Regions from separate parts of the Pan troglodytes genome. Here all the other regions are linked to region 1. Evidence: chromatin contacts called from public Hi-C data. All regions are on one chromosome and are shown on one strand. The core of a region is the stretch at or near the end of the contact, and the rest is flanking DNA. Distances in the headings are between cores, read along the strand shown. Region 1 overlaps SLIT3 (slit guidance ligand 3). Region 2 holds the start of SLIT3 (slit guidance ligand 3). Region 3 overlaps SLIT3 (slit guidance ligand 3).

Region 1 (3,593 bases), core at 820-3,319:
AATAATACAAAAATTAGCCAGGCATGGTGGCGCATGCCTGTAATCCCAAATACGCAGGAGGCTGAGGCAAGAGAATGGCTTGAACCCGGAAGGTAGAGGTTGCAGTGAGCTGAGATCGTGCCATTGCACTCCAGCTTGGGCAACAAGAGCGAAACTCCATCTCAAAAAAACAAAACAACAGCAGCAAAAAACAGAGACTGGTAGATTTTTTTAAAAAAAAGCATGACCCAGGCCAGGCGCGGTAGCTCACGCCTGTAATCCCAGCACTTTGGGAGGCTGAGGTGGGCGGATCACAAGGTCAGCACATCGAGACCATCCTGGCTAACATGGTGAAACCCCGTCTCTACTAAAAATACAAAAAAATTAGCTGTGCGTGGTGGCAGGCACCTGTAGGCCCAGCTACTCGGGAGGCTGAGGCAGAAGAATGGCGTGAACGTGGGAGGCAGAGCTTGCAGTGAGCCCAGATTGCACCACTGCACTCCAGCCTGGGTGACAGAGCAAGACTCCGTCTCTTAAACAAACAAACAAAAAAAAGCATGACCCAACTATACACTAATGTGATATAAGCAAAAGTGCTACATGGCTACTTCCCTTAAAATGCAACCAGCACATGCCCTTTCCCATTTTTTGTTTTTCCTTCATTCTGCCTCTTAGAAAATGTATATAATGGCTGCCACTCCAACTTAGACTACTGGGATAAGGCCACAACATAGGGATAATAGAACAAAGCCAAATCAACCTGGGTCTCTGAGCACTTGGTAGAGCAGAACTACTATACCAACTATAGATTTCCTAATTGTAGATTCATAAAGAAAAATAAATCTCTACCTTGTTTAAGCCATTACTAAGGGGTTTTATGTTCCTTTAGTTGAACTTAATCCTCACTGATCCCAAAGAGTTGTACTTACTGAAGGCTATTACACGTCTATCACTGTGCCATGCCATTCAGAGAGATTATTTTAATGGTCTGAGGAGGAAGACACTACTATTATCTTCCTTTTATAATGAGAAAATTACTGCTCAGAGAAGTTAAGTGACTTGCCCAAGGGCACACATCTCATCTGCCCAGTGTGAACCTCACTTGTCTAACTTTAAGGCCTAGGCTATTAACCTTCATTTACAGTGTAAATGAAATCCAGTGAAATACCTAAGAAAAAAGAGACTTGTCCATTCCTCTTAGCCTGGGTGAAAGGCTTCCTTTCACAGTCACATGGGGCGACGAGGAGTTCAGAAAAACCTTTAATTCATCAAGCATTTCTAAAGAGTTAGCCAAGATTCTTTTTGAATTTATCATCCTTTTGGACATAATTAAGCAATTAATCAATCAGTCCCCTCATTCACTCAACAAACATTTATAAAGGCCTCATGGTGCCAGGACTTGAGATAAGCTGGAGGAATGAATCAAGTGATACAACCCTATCCCTCCCAGCATCCCCAGCGTGGGCTGGGCACTGAGCTCGTTTACTTTCAAAGTTGATTTTTTTCCACATTTCATTGCTCAGCTCCAAGCCAAAGATGTCAAACAGGCAAACCACGTGAAGCCCATTCTCCCAGAAGCCCCATTGTTCCATCCACCTACACTTTGAGGGATCCAGGTCAGCATTTCCCTTTTAGCTCTCTAACATGGCAATGGGAGACTTTGATGTCTCACCTTGCAGAGAAAAGAAAAAAGGGCAGAAAGCCTTCAGAGATGGTGGCCAAAAAAGCTTTGAGATCATGCGAATCCCCAGCGGCATGGTTGGTCTTTCCTCTATGTTGTTCCTTGGAATGAAAAGCGGATTTTTCTAGCTTCTCTCTCACTCCTACATACGTCCCCACCCAGCTCTCAGCTCCTGGCAGTGCCAGCACTCACATCTAGGGATAACAGCTAAAATCGCCTCCTCCTCCTCCTCTGACAATGAAATACGGCATACCATTTGGCATCCCGGCGGTGCCCCAGTCTCCTGACCCCTGGCAGGGTCCCAGGGTATTTGTGGTCGGCCGCTAATTCAGAGCCCTGGCCATAGCCATTTCCCATGACATAGCTGGAATTCTCCCACTGCCTGCCCTCTCAGCTTCAGTTACTCTGCCATGCTGAAACTATTTGCTCCCCTCCCACCCTGTCCATCACTGCCCCTTCCTTGGGCTGAGCCTCTGTACCCGCCCACTGGCTAGACTCCTGAGGCCCTCCATGGGGGAGCTGCAAATCTCTCTTCACTTTTATTACTGACCCGCATCCTGCCGCCTCCACTCCTTCAGCCTGAAGGCCTCTTTAAACTACCGTCCTCTTGAGCAATGATAAACCTCGGTGCCAGAGATGTTTAAAGAGAAACAGTCACTCCCGGCTGACCATATTGATATCAGAAGGGAGGCCAACCATGTGGTTTCAAAGCTGTGGTCATAAAACAGTTTTTTGTTTTTTTTGTTTTTTCATGTATGGTTAATCTGCCTATGAACTAGAAAAATAATCTCTGCCCTTTTGTAGGGCCCATTCTTAGTGTAACCTGGGAACGGGGAAGAGACAGGCCAGGTACTGTCCACTGTGGTAGCTGAGGGTGGGGCCTCAGGAGCCAGGCTGTCTGGATTATAGCCCAGCTCTGCACACTTACTAGCTGGGTTACCCTGGGCAAGTCATAGACCATCTCTGGGCTTCAGTCTCCTTCTCTGTACAAGGAAGAAAACAGAGGGACTACTACCTAGCCTTGTTATGAGAATTAAGTTCATATTTGTAAAGGGTGCCAACATGTGTTTAGCACATATAAAGTGTTGTATCTGTATTTGCTAAAGAAATACTATGTATATATGGGATATTCAGTTAATTTTCACAACAACTTGTTGATGTTATTATGCTTTCATTACAGAGGGTGCTACTGGATCCTTGAGAGTTCTAGAAACTTGCCCGTGGTTAGTAAGCCACAGAGATGGGATTCGAATTTGGGTTGTACTTCCCAGTATGACAGTCATCCTCAAAGTGGGGTCCAAGACCAGCTGGGATCTTGGTAGATGTGCAAATTATCCAGCCCCATGCAGAACCACTGGCTCAGAAACTGGTGGGTAGGTTCAGCGATTTGTTTTAACAAGCCCTCCAGGAGACTGGGATGCACAGAGTTTGAGATGTGCTGTGTATCGCCATGTTGCCCTTACAGCAGGAGGAGAAGTTCCTTTCCTTCCTGTCTCCAGGTTATCAGTACAAAGTGAACATGAGCTGCTCAGACCTCTCAAGCAACACACAGTCATGCAGGTCTTCGGAGTGAAAAGTGCTGTGCCAGATGCCATGGGGACACAAAGAAATGTGAGCTTCCTGCCTGCAAAGCATATTCCCTAATTATCAAAACCAGACAAGCATGTGCGCAAAGTTATCCAACAGCACTGACCACACCATGAGTCAAAGCGTCCGTGTTCAGAGGTTTGGGGTCAAACAGAGCTCACACCATTCCTGGCCCCGATTGTTATGAGTGGGACTTTAATGAAGTCACTTAATCTCACTGGGCCTGGCTCCCCTTACCTTTTCAGGCTGCTGTAAGGATAAAATGAAGTTAGGGCAATGACCTTGTATGATGCCTGGCACATGGTAGGAGGCTTAGTTGCTAAATGGCCAGGGTCATCATTAAGAT
Region 2 (3,713 bases), core at 768-3,267, 140 kb after region 1:
ATTTCATTAACTCATGTGGCTAGCACTGGTGTGACGAGGAGGGGAACTTAGTTTACAAGTTATAGGTATCTAAAAATACCACTAAAACAAGTTTTTCACTCCTATGGACTAACTTAATGTCTGAATTAAGGTGTGAAAACCTGGATTCTGGCCCCTTTATTGCCATCAACTTGCTGTGTTTTCTTGGGCAAGTCATTTTACACTTCCAAGCCTGGTTTTCGACATGTGTTAATAAAGATTCGGCTCTCACTCTTTAGGATTCTGTGGTTCAACCCAACAAAACAATCATTGCACTTGTGGAAAAACAAAAAAGTATTGAGCCAAAGGAAAAAGAGAGCACCAGGAATAAGGAAGACAGTTCTGCTGAGTCTCCACCCAGAGATGCACAAAGAAGTGGAAGAGAAGAGGAGGTGGGGTGATAGGAGGTGACTAGCAGGAATAACACACTCTAGGACAATGCTTGTCATCACTACTCTCTTCCAGCCTGAAGTCAAGAAAGCAGAGTGGAAGATCCAGGCGCCTACCCCTAAGGCACATGAGGAAGGGGAGAAGAGGGAGAGCAAGACACGGAGGGAATCTACCACACTAGAGCAAACCCTCACCCACTTCTCGGCTGGGTTCCCAGTAAGGCTCCCACCCACTCCAGCGTTTCTCCCCCACTCCCTTACCCCACCCCAACTGCGGACTAAGAGGAGCCCACCCCGGAGTCCAAGTTTTGAATCTGGTCCGAGGATCAAAATGATAAATGTTTCCAAAACGTTGACATATGAAAAGTAAATATTTGGTTGCACAATTGGGGCTAAAACTAGGGTCAATCCACCCCATTCTCCAAGCGCCTCTCCATTCGCTGCCAAGCCCAAGATCTGAGGCTGAGTGCGGTTTGTAAGATTATAACGCTCGGTCTCATTTGAAGGGCTGTCAGCATTTCCATTCTCCGGCCCCTTCGTTCGGGGAGGCATTTATAACCGAGCCATAAAAAATTCACCCGGGGCTGCAACTTGGCATCTCCCAGACTGCGCTCCAGGCAGAGCGGTTTTTGCGAGCACCCACTCTGAATCTGTCCAGTTCCTCAGAAGTTAAACCTTCACCCACACTCTCAACTTTCCTTGCAAGGGCAGCCAGAGAGCGGCTGGCCCATTCTGATCTCCAAGCAGGTCAACAGTCTCGGGCCCTCTCTCCCGCCTCCGCGCCTTGACGGCCCATCATCCTATAGCTTTCTCCTTCGCCCGCCCCCCTTTTTAACGAGCGCAGACCCCTGACCCTCACCCTAAGACCTTGAGGCTGCAGTGCTCTTGCCTCCCCTCGCCTCTCCTCAGCTACTCCTTGGAAGCTGTCAGCGGGCCCTGCGCCTGGAACCCTCACCCCTGGAGAGGCACTGCTCTTTGCCCATCGCTGGGGGTTTCGAGACCTCTCTTTCCAGATCTGACCAAGCCTACAGACCCCCAGCTCGGAGAGTGAGGGATCGTATCCAGGAAGGGATGAGAATAGAGACTGCATCCAGGGAGGCCGAGGGGAAAGGACGGATCTGGCGCCTGGGGCCCCCTCGGTGGGACCCAGGTGGGTGGCCCGCGTGGGGTGGGGCAGGGGTACTCACAGGCGCTCAGCGTTGCGGGGGATGCCCCGAGGAACCGCGCGGAGGCCCAGCCCGTGGCAGTCCACGCTGGCAGCGGAGCAGGTACACTTGGTGGGGCAGGCGACGGCTGGGGGCCCACTCAGGACGCTCGCCAGCGCCAAGGCCAGCGCCAGGCGGGCGCGCACGGCGGCGCCGACCCCTGCCCACCCGGGGGCCATGGTGTGCAGGGCCCCGCTCCTGGAGGAGGCTGCCTCTGCGGGGCAAGACGCGTGGAGCCCGAGGAGGCGCGCGGGGAGCGCGGGCGGCCTGGGGAGCGGGCGGCGGAGTTAGCGCGGAGGAGGGGCGAGCTCGGCGCTCAGGCGCACGGGGCGCGGGCGGAGCGGGGCGCGCCGGGCGGCGGCGGCGGCAGCGGCAGCAACAGCAGCTCCATCGGCGGGGCCGGCGCTGCCCCGCTGCGCATCGCTGGGAGTGCCCAGGTGCGGAGCGCCCCCTGGCCCCGCTGGCCCGCGGGCCGGGTTGGGGACCTGGGGCGAGCGCAATGGGGCGTGGCGCCCGGGGAGGTCCGGCTTGGGGCTGGGCTGGGGAGCGCGGCGGCTGCGGCTGGGGCACCGGGCGGCCGGGTGAGCTGGCCGGCGCTCGCTCTCTCCATTCACTGAGCACGGCAGACACCGGAGACGCGGGGCCCACCCCTCCGGCCCCCCCCCCCTACCAAGAAACGCCAACTCCGCCTCCCATTGGCTGCGCCGCGCGTCATGTCGACTAAGTTGGGAACTTTGCTGGAGCGACCGAGAGCCTGGAGGGAGGAGGCAGTAGAGGAGGGAGAGAGAAGGAACCAGGGAAGGAAAGGGGCTCGGCCAGCAGGGCCCCGGGAAAGAAACACTGAAACTCATTCACTGTTAAGAGCCAGGGACGGATAAGGCTCCTGACACTTTTTTTTTTTTTAATTTTTGCACTGAGCTGAGCACTCTACTCATATTCTTTACTTAAGTCCACGATCTTCCAAGGGGTCGTCTGAAAACAGCTCAGAGAAGTGAAGCGACTTGCTGGAGGTCGCACAGCTGCTAGGGACGCCAAACCATGGCAGTGTCGCCCACGAAGCCGCTTCCCTACCGCACCTAGTACTCATGGCAGAGATCCACAATTTTGCCTGAAGAGCCTTGGTTGACACCAATGTACTCCACAGCTACACACACACACACACCGTGGTCCATGTTGTTGAGGTCACTGCTGGCAAACCTTACCCGGAAACTTGCCCTGCTTTGCCCAGACCCAGCGCTTGGTGGACTGGTAAAAGTAGTGATGGCAGCGACTTGGACCCCTGGATTGACAATGCCTTGTTCCATCCTCGGGTTTCTGCTTCCTGACTGGGTGACTCTGGGCCAATCGTGTCATCTCTGAGCCTTCGTTTTCTCAAATCAGGGGCCACAGTCCTACCTGGCCTCACCTCCCTGGGTTGTTTGGAGCATCACAGAAGAGAACGTGTTTTTGCAAAAGTCATTCGCGGACGAGGCATCCCTTCTGTCCCCAGCGCCTCCTTTCTTCCGGCGCCCGCTTTAAATTGGCTACGTCTGAGCTTTTCCAGATGCCAGTGGGGAGGGGCGTGTGCGTTAGAGGCTCCATAAATACTCGTAGGAATGATTTTGTTTGTTTGTTTGAAAGGAAAGGGCAGGAACTGGAGGAAGTATTGCCCGGATTTCCTTGAGGTCCCCTCACACTGAGAAGGCCTGAATGAGCCCTGCATATATATACACACACACTGGTGCCTACATATTCACAGCCACGCACACACTCTCACATACTCAGGCTCACACACACCCATTTATACACCCGCAATCACACACACGTGCACATGCATGCTCGCACACACACTCACATAGTGACAACTATACTCCTGAGAGCGCTTCTCTTTTCTTTCATAAGAATACTATTCTGATTTCTTCTACCTCATTTTCCTTCAAGGAAACTTTCAACTACTTGACCACATCCTGTGAATATATAGTAGAGTTGTAGATTTTATTGTATTATACTTAGCAGATTTTCAAAGTCTTAGCTTTGGGCACCCAGTTGCGCGCGCGTACACACAAACACACACATACGCACACTCACTCAAACACACACACTCGAGTCCCTTCATCATTCA
Region 3 (3,731 bases), core at 711-3,210, 170 kb before region 1:
TTTCCGTTTTCTGCAAAGTGAAGGGGCCAGGTTGAATGTCCCCTGAGGTCCCTTTTATCTCTAACAGTTCTGTGAATAAATATGTAGCTGGCACATTATAGTCAAGAGGTTAAGCTGAGTAAACAAGAAAGTCCAGGTTCAGCCATAAAAGTTCCACGGCCGCCTATCCTGCTATTTATGTGGGTTCAGGACAGGGCCCTCTTCTCAGGCCAAGCTGGCAGATTCCTAGCTCCATTCCCCTAAAGATGTGAGAGAGGATGGGATTGTCTAATGAACTCACTACAGTCCAACTGAGGCAAGATTTCTACATCAGGGTCCATCAGGATGTCCATCTTGCACCCTTGGCAATTGCAGCCTTGCAAAGCATAGCCACGAGCCACCTTCTCTTCCCACAATCTCTCCTCTCTTCCCTGCATCCCCAGTCAACAAAGGAGAGAGTCACAGAGAAGGGTGAGGGTGGGACAGGGTAAGAAACTCCAGCCCCAGCTCTAAAACCTTTACAGAAAGCCTTTGTTTGAATGCTAAACGTTTGTTTGTTTGAAGTGATTCAGATCCCGTGAGATCTTCTCAATTCTATTTCACTTTCACATGGCGGGCTTCACCTCTCAACTCTACCTTTCATGACCACCTCACAGCCTTAAAAGCATTCTCTCAAACTTGATGAGAATAAAAAAATTTAAAACAATTATCTCCCTGCCCCAGCCCAGTGTCAAAACAGCATCATTGTAAAGGGAGAGTGAAGGGGACCCAGACAGGTTATTTATTTTTGGCCTGTAAATAGAATTATAGGTTGAATAGAGCCTCTACATCAGCCAGGGGTCTTCAAACTCTTTTTAAAAGCAGGGGAACCTTCTGTCGAATGGAGTTGTGTGCAGGTACAGGGACCTCGGGCAGGTCCTGTCCCTCTTGGGTGGGTTAGTAATGTCCCTCAGCTGACTGCTGGGTCAGTCTGCAAGAACACGCTCCAGGGAGGTCTTAGAGAAAAACAAAACCCAATAACGTTATGTTGTCCTTGAAGAATGCTACACGAGAGCTGCCACGAGTAACAGCAGCTATCATTTATTGCCTGTTTGCCAAGTGCCAGACCCTGCACTAAGCACTTGTTTGCATTTGCTGCTTTCATTGGGCCACTGTCACCTTGTGGGATGGGAATGGTCATCTTCATTCTGTGAACGGGGAAAGTGAAGGTCAGAAAGGTAAAGGAATTTATCTGACATCACACAGCTAGCAACTGGCACTGCTGGGAGGTGCTCTTATTAGATACTATACTAGAAGCACTTGCTTCCCATCAAGAATATCTAACTGTAGTAACTCATAATAGCTAATGTTTTGGGGAGTGGTTATGATGTGCCAAGGACTCTGAACTGGGGGGTTTCATAAAGATTGTCTCTTTTTTTGTCCTTCCAAAAACCTTATCAAGCAAATTGTAGTTGTAATCCCATTTTTGAGCTAAGAACACTGAGGCTCAGAGGCCTCCAAAGGAGGAAGTGGGAGGAATAGAGTCTGAATCGCTCCAAGGCCTCAGCTCTCACCAGCATGGGGCAGTCACCTGCCTGGCTGGGAAGCAGGTGGAGAGCCTACAGCCCCAGGCTTGGGAGGGGACACGGGAGCCCCAGGTGCTGTGTGGGCCACAGCCCTCTAGAAGCTGGGCTGGGTCACAGGCATCACAAACAGTGGCTTCCCATGTTGGCCTCCCCACTGCCCCCACCACCCCCAGCAGCAAACCTGTAGGCAGGAGTGGGGAAATGCCAGCCTGGGGAATGCAGTGCCCTGGGGATCTATCAGGGAGGACGAGGGAAAGCCTCCCCCTTCTCTCAGAGGTTTTGCTCAGGATCCCCAGGAAAATTCTTTCAGTCATTCTAGCTGGCAATTGTTTTCAAAGGCCTACCCCAGAGACTGGAGAGGAGAAAGTGCCTGTCTCAGAATGGCCACCCTGGCTTGTCCATTACCATACAGAAAAACAGCGCAGACTCCACGTTCGCCTCTAACCCACACATTTCCCTTTTGACGCCCAATTCCCATCAGTCTCTGACCCAAGAGCCTGGGGTGGGGAGCTGGGGTGGGGGCAACGGCAGACCCTTTCAGGGCCGGAGAGGCCCCCTGACTGGCAGGCACTGATTTTTTAATTTAAAAAGCAAAGTAAACAGCAATATAAAAGGGCCCATATAAGAACTCAGTGTGTAAGTGGGACCTGCCTCAGGCAAATTTTTCTAATTTTCCTGAAAACAAGCATTTTTACCCTTTGGCCCAAAGCCATTGCCTTTGCCATTGGACTTGGCCCCTGCCCCACCCCCTCTCCTGAGCCACCCTTCTGTGTTTGAGAAGCTGCCCCTGGCAGAAAAGAGAATGACCTCCTGCGTTTTAGTCAGACACTTCATACGGGCTGGTGAAGGTTTTTTGAGATTGCTCACACCCCCAGCCAAGGAGTCTGTGGAAATCCTTCACAAAGTACAAGGCAGCCTTATGAATGGGGAGTGAGGAGCTTAATGACAGACGCAAGGACCCTCAACTACATCTGAAGGAGGAGAAAGAATTATGATGACCGAATCCTGTAGAATTCTGCTGAGGTTTACTTTTACTTTATGCGAGGGCTAATTAAGCTGGATTTATAAATAGGTTATTTATTTTTGTCTTGTAAATAGAATTATAGATTGAATAGAGCCTTTACCTCGGCCAAGGGTCTTCAAACTCTTTTTAAAAGCAGGGGAACCTTCTGTTGAATGGAGTTGTGTGCAGAACCATAGCATAAAAATGGAAGCAAAAGTTCTCCGGTCAGGTTGGAAAGGAAGGCCTGGGGTCCTGCTCAGGCCTGGAGGGCACCCATTTCCAGCGGCCATCTGTCCCCCTGCCCCAGTCCCTGATGTGTTCTGTGGAACCTCAGGGTTCCAAGGGACAGAGTCTGAAAGACATTGCTCTAAATGAATCTGTGCTGCATGGAATGTATTTTCCAGTCGCTGCCTCCAGGATTACTGAACACGGAGGGGGCACTGTGGTCTCAAATCCCAGGAGCATTAGCATTTCCGTTTTCATGTAGGTTGACACAGTGTTCCCTTGTACTAGAAAATGCCAGTGGGTGTTAGCAAAGGCCCTTTACACGCAGAACAATGAGCCCAGAGCGAGGCACGAGCTTCAAAGCCCTCTCTTCATTGGAAAGGGTGACGCGGCGCAAGATTTACCCCTGAACCTCTCTGGGAGTGTGAGCTTCATGGGCCTCAGTAGGTAGGTGTTTGGGTCGGCTCTTTTCAGTCCCCAAATGAAAATATCCTATGGGCTTATCTGAAGCCTCAGGTCTGACATTTAGAGGTGTGTCTTCCTTCCCAAACTGAAAACACACATTTCCTCTCCTTCTCCTAAGAGACTGAGGAATCCCGAGATGTCAGCCAAGCGCAGAACAGCCAGGTGCTCGAGGCGCTGCTGACAGGCTGCTGTGAGAGTCAGGGCTCTGCACTCTCAGGGGGGCTCCGGGTCCGGAGGAGAGCACCCACATGTCAGGCTTCACTTGTCCAGGCCATGCCCATGGCACCCCGCCTACAGGATCTGACGCCTGGCTTTTTCAGAGACTCCCTCTGTCATCTCTCAGAAGCAGGCAGGACAGATGGAGACCCACTACACAGATGTGGACAACAAGGTATTAGGAAGTGAAAGGCCAGACAAAATCCCCCAGGGGGGTCAACCTCTCTCTGTGGGCTCAATGTGCTCCCACAGCCTGCTCTGAAGGCCCTTTTGTCTTA

Evidence for each region. A called contact is a pair of places that touch in the nucleus more often than the background predicts.
Region 2: a Hi-C map of stem cell-derived neural progenitor cells shows a contact between it and region 1, with 4 times the contacts expected there. The contact joins the promoter of SLIT3 here to the enhancer-like site in region 1. A contact is called at or near these places in 2 of 7 Hi-C or Micro-C datasets (blood and stem cell-derived neural progenitor cells).
Region 3: a Hi-C map of stem cell-derived neural progenitor cells shows a contact between it and region 1, with 2.1 times the contacts expected there. The contact joins two enhancer-like sites. A contact is called at or near these places in 3 of 7 Hi-C or Micro-C datasets (induced pluripotent stem cells and stem cell-derived neural progenitor cells) and 1 of 1 other capture datasets (stem cell-derived neural stem cells).

The regions. Positions count from the first base shown.
Region 1 is chr4:166,833,677-166,837,269 of NHGRI_mPanTro3-v2.0_pri, forward strand. The region is part of intron 4 of SLIT3 (slit guidance ligand 3); the gene reads right to left. Among named protein-coding and RNA genes, the nearest start is that of SLIT3, 140 kb to the right of the region's middle. Within about 2 kb of position 2,070, at least 5 of the 24 cell types and tissues checked have an H3K27ac peak or open chromatin away from gene starts, as enhancers often do. A contact at or near this core is called in stem cell-derived neural progenitor cells and stem cell-derived neural stem cells, where this site is marked.
Region 2 is chr4:166,973,278-166,976,990 of NHGRI_mPanTro3-v2.0_pri, forward strand. SLIT3 (slit guidance ligand 3) reads right to left here and starts at 2,018. Exons shown (of 36, transcript XM_016954159.4): 1 at 1,595-2,018. The coding sequence starts at 1,791.
Region 3 is chr4:166,662,746-166,666,476 of NHGRI_mPanTro3-v2.0_pri, forward strand. The region is part of intron 4 of SLIT3 (slit guidance ligand 3); the gene reads right to left. Among named protein-coding and RNA genes, the nearest start is that of MIR218-2, 220 kb to the left of the region's middle. Within about 2 kb of position 1,961, at least 5 of the 24 cell types and tissues checked have an H3K27ac peak or open chromatin away from gene starts, as enhancers often do. A contact at or near this core is called in stem cell-derived neural progenitor cells and stem cell-derived neural stem cells, where this site is marked.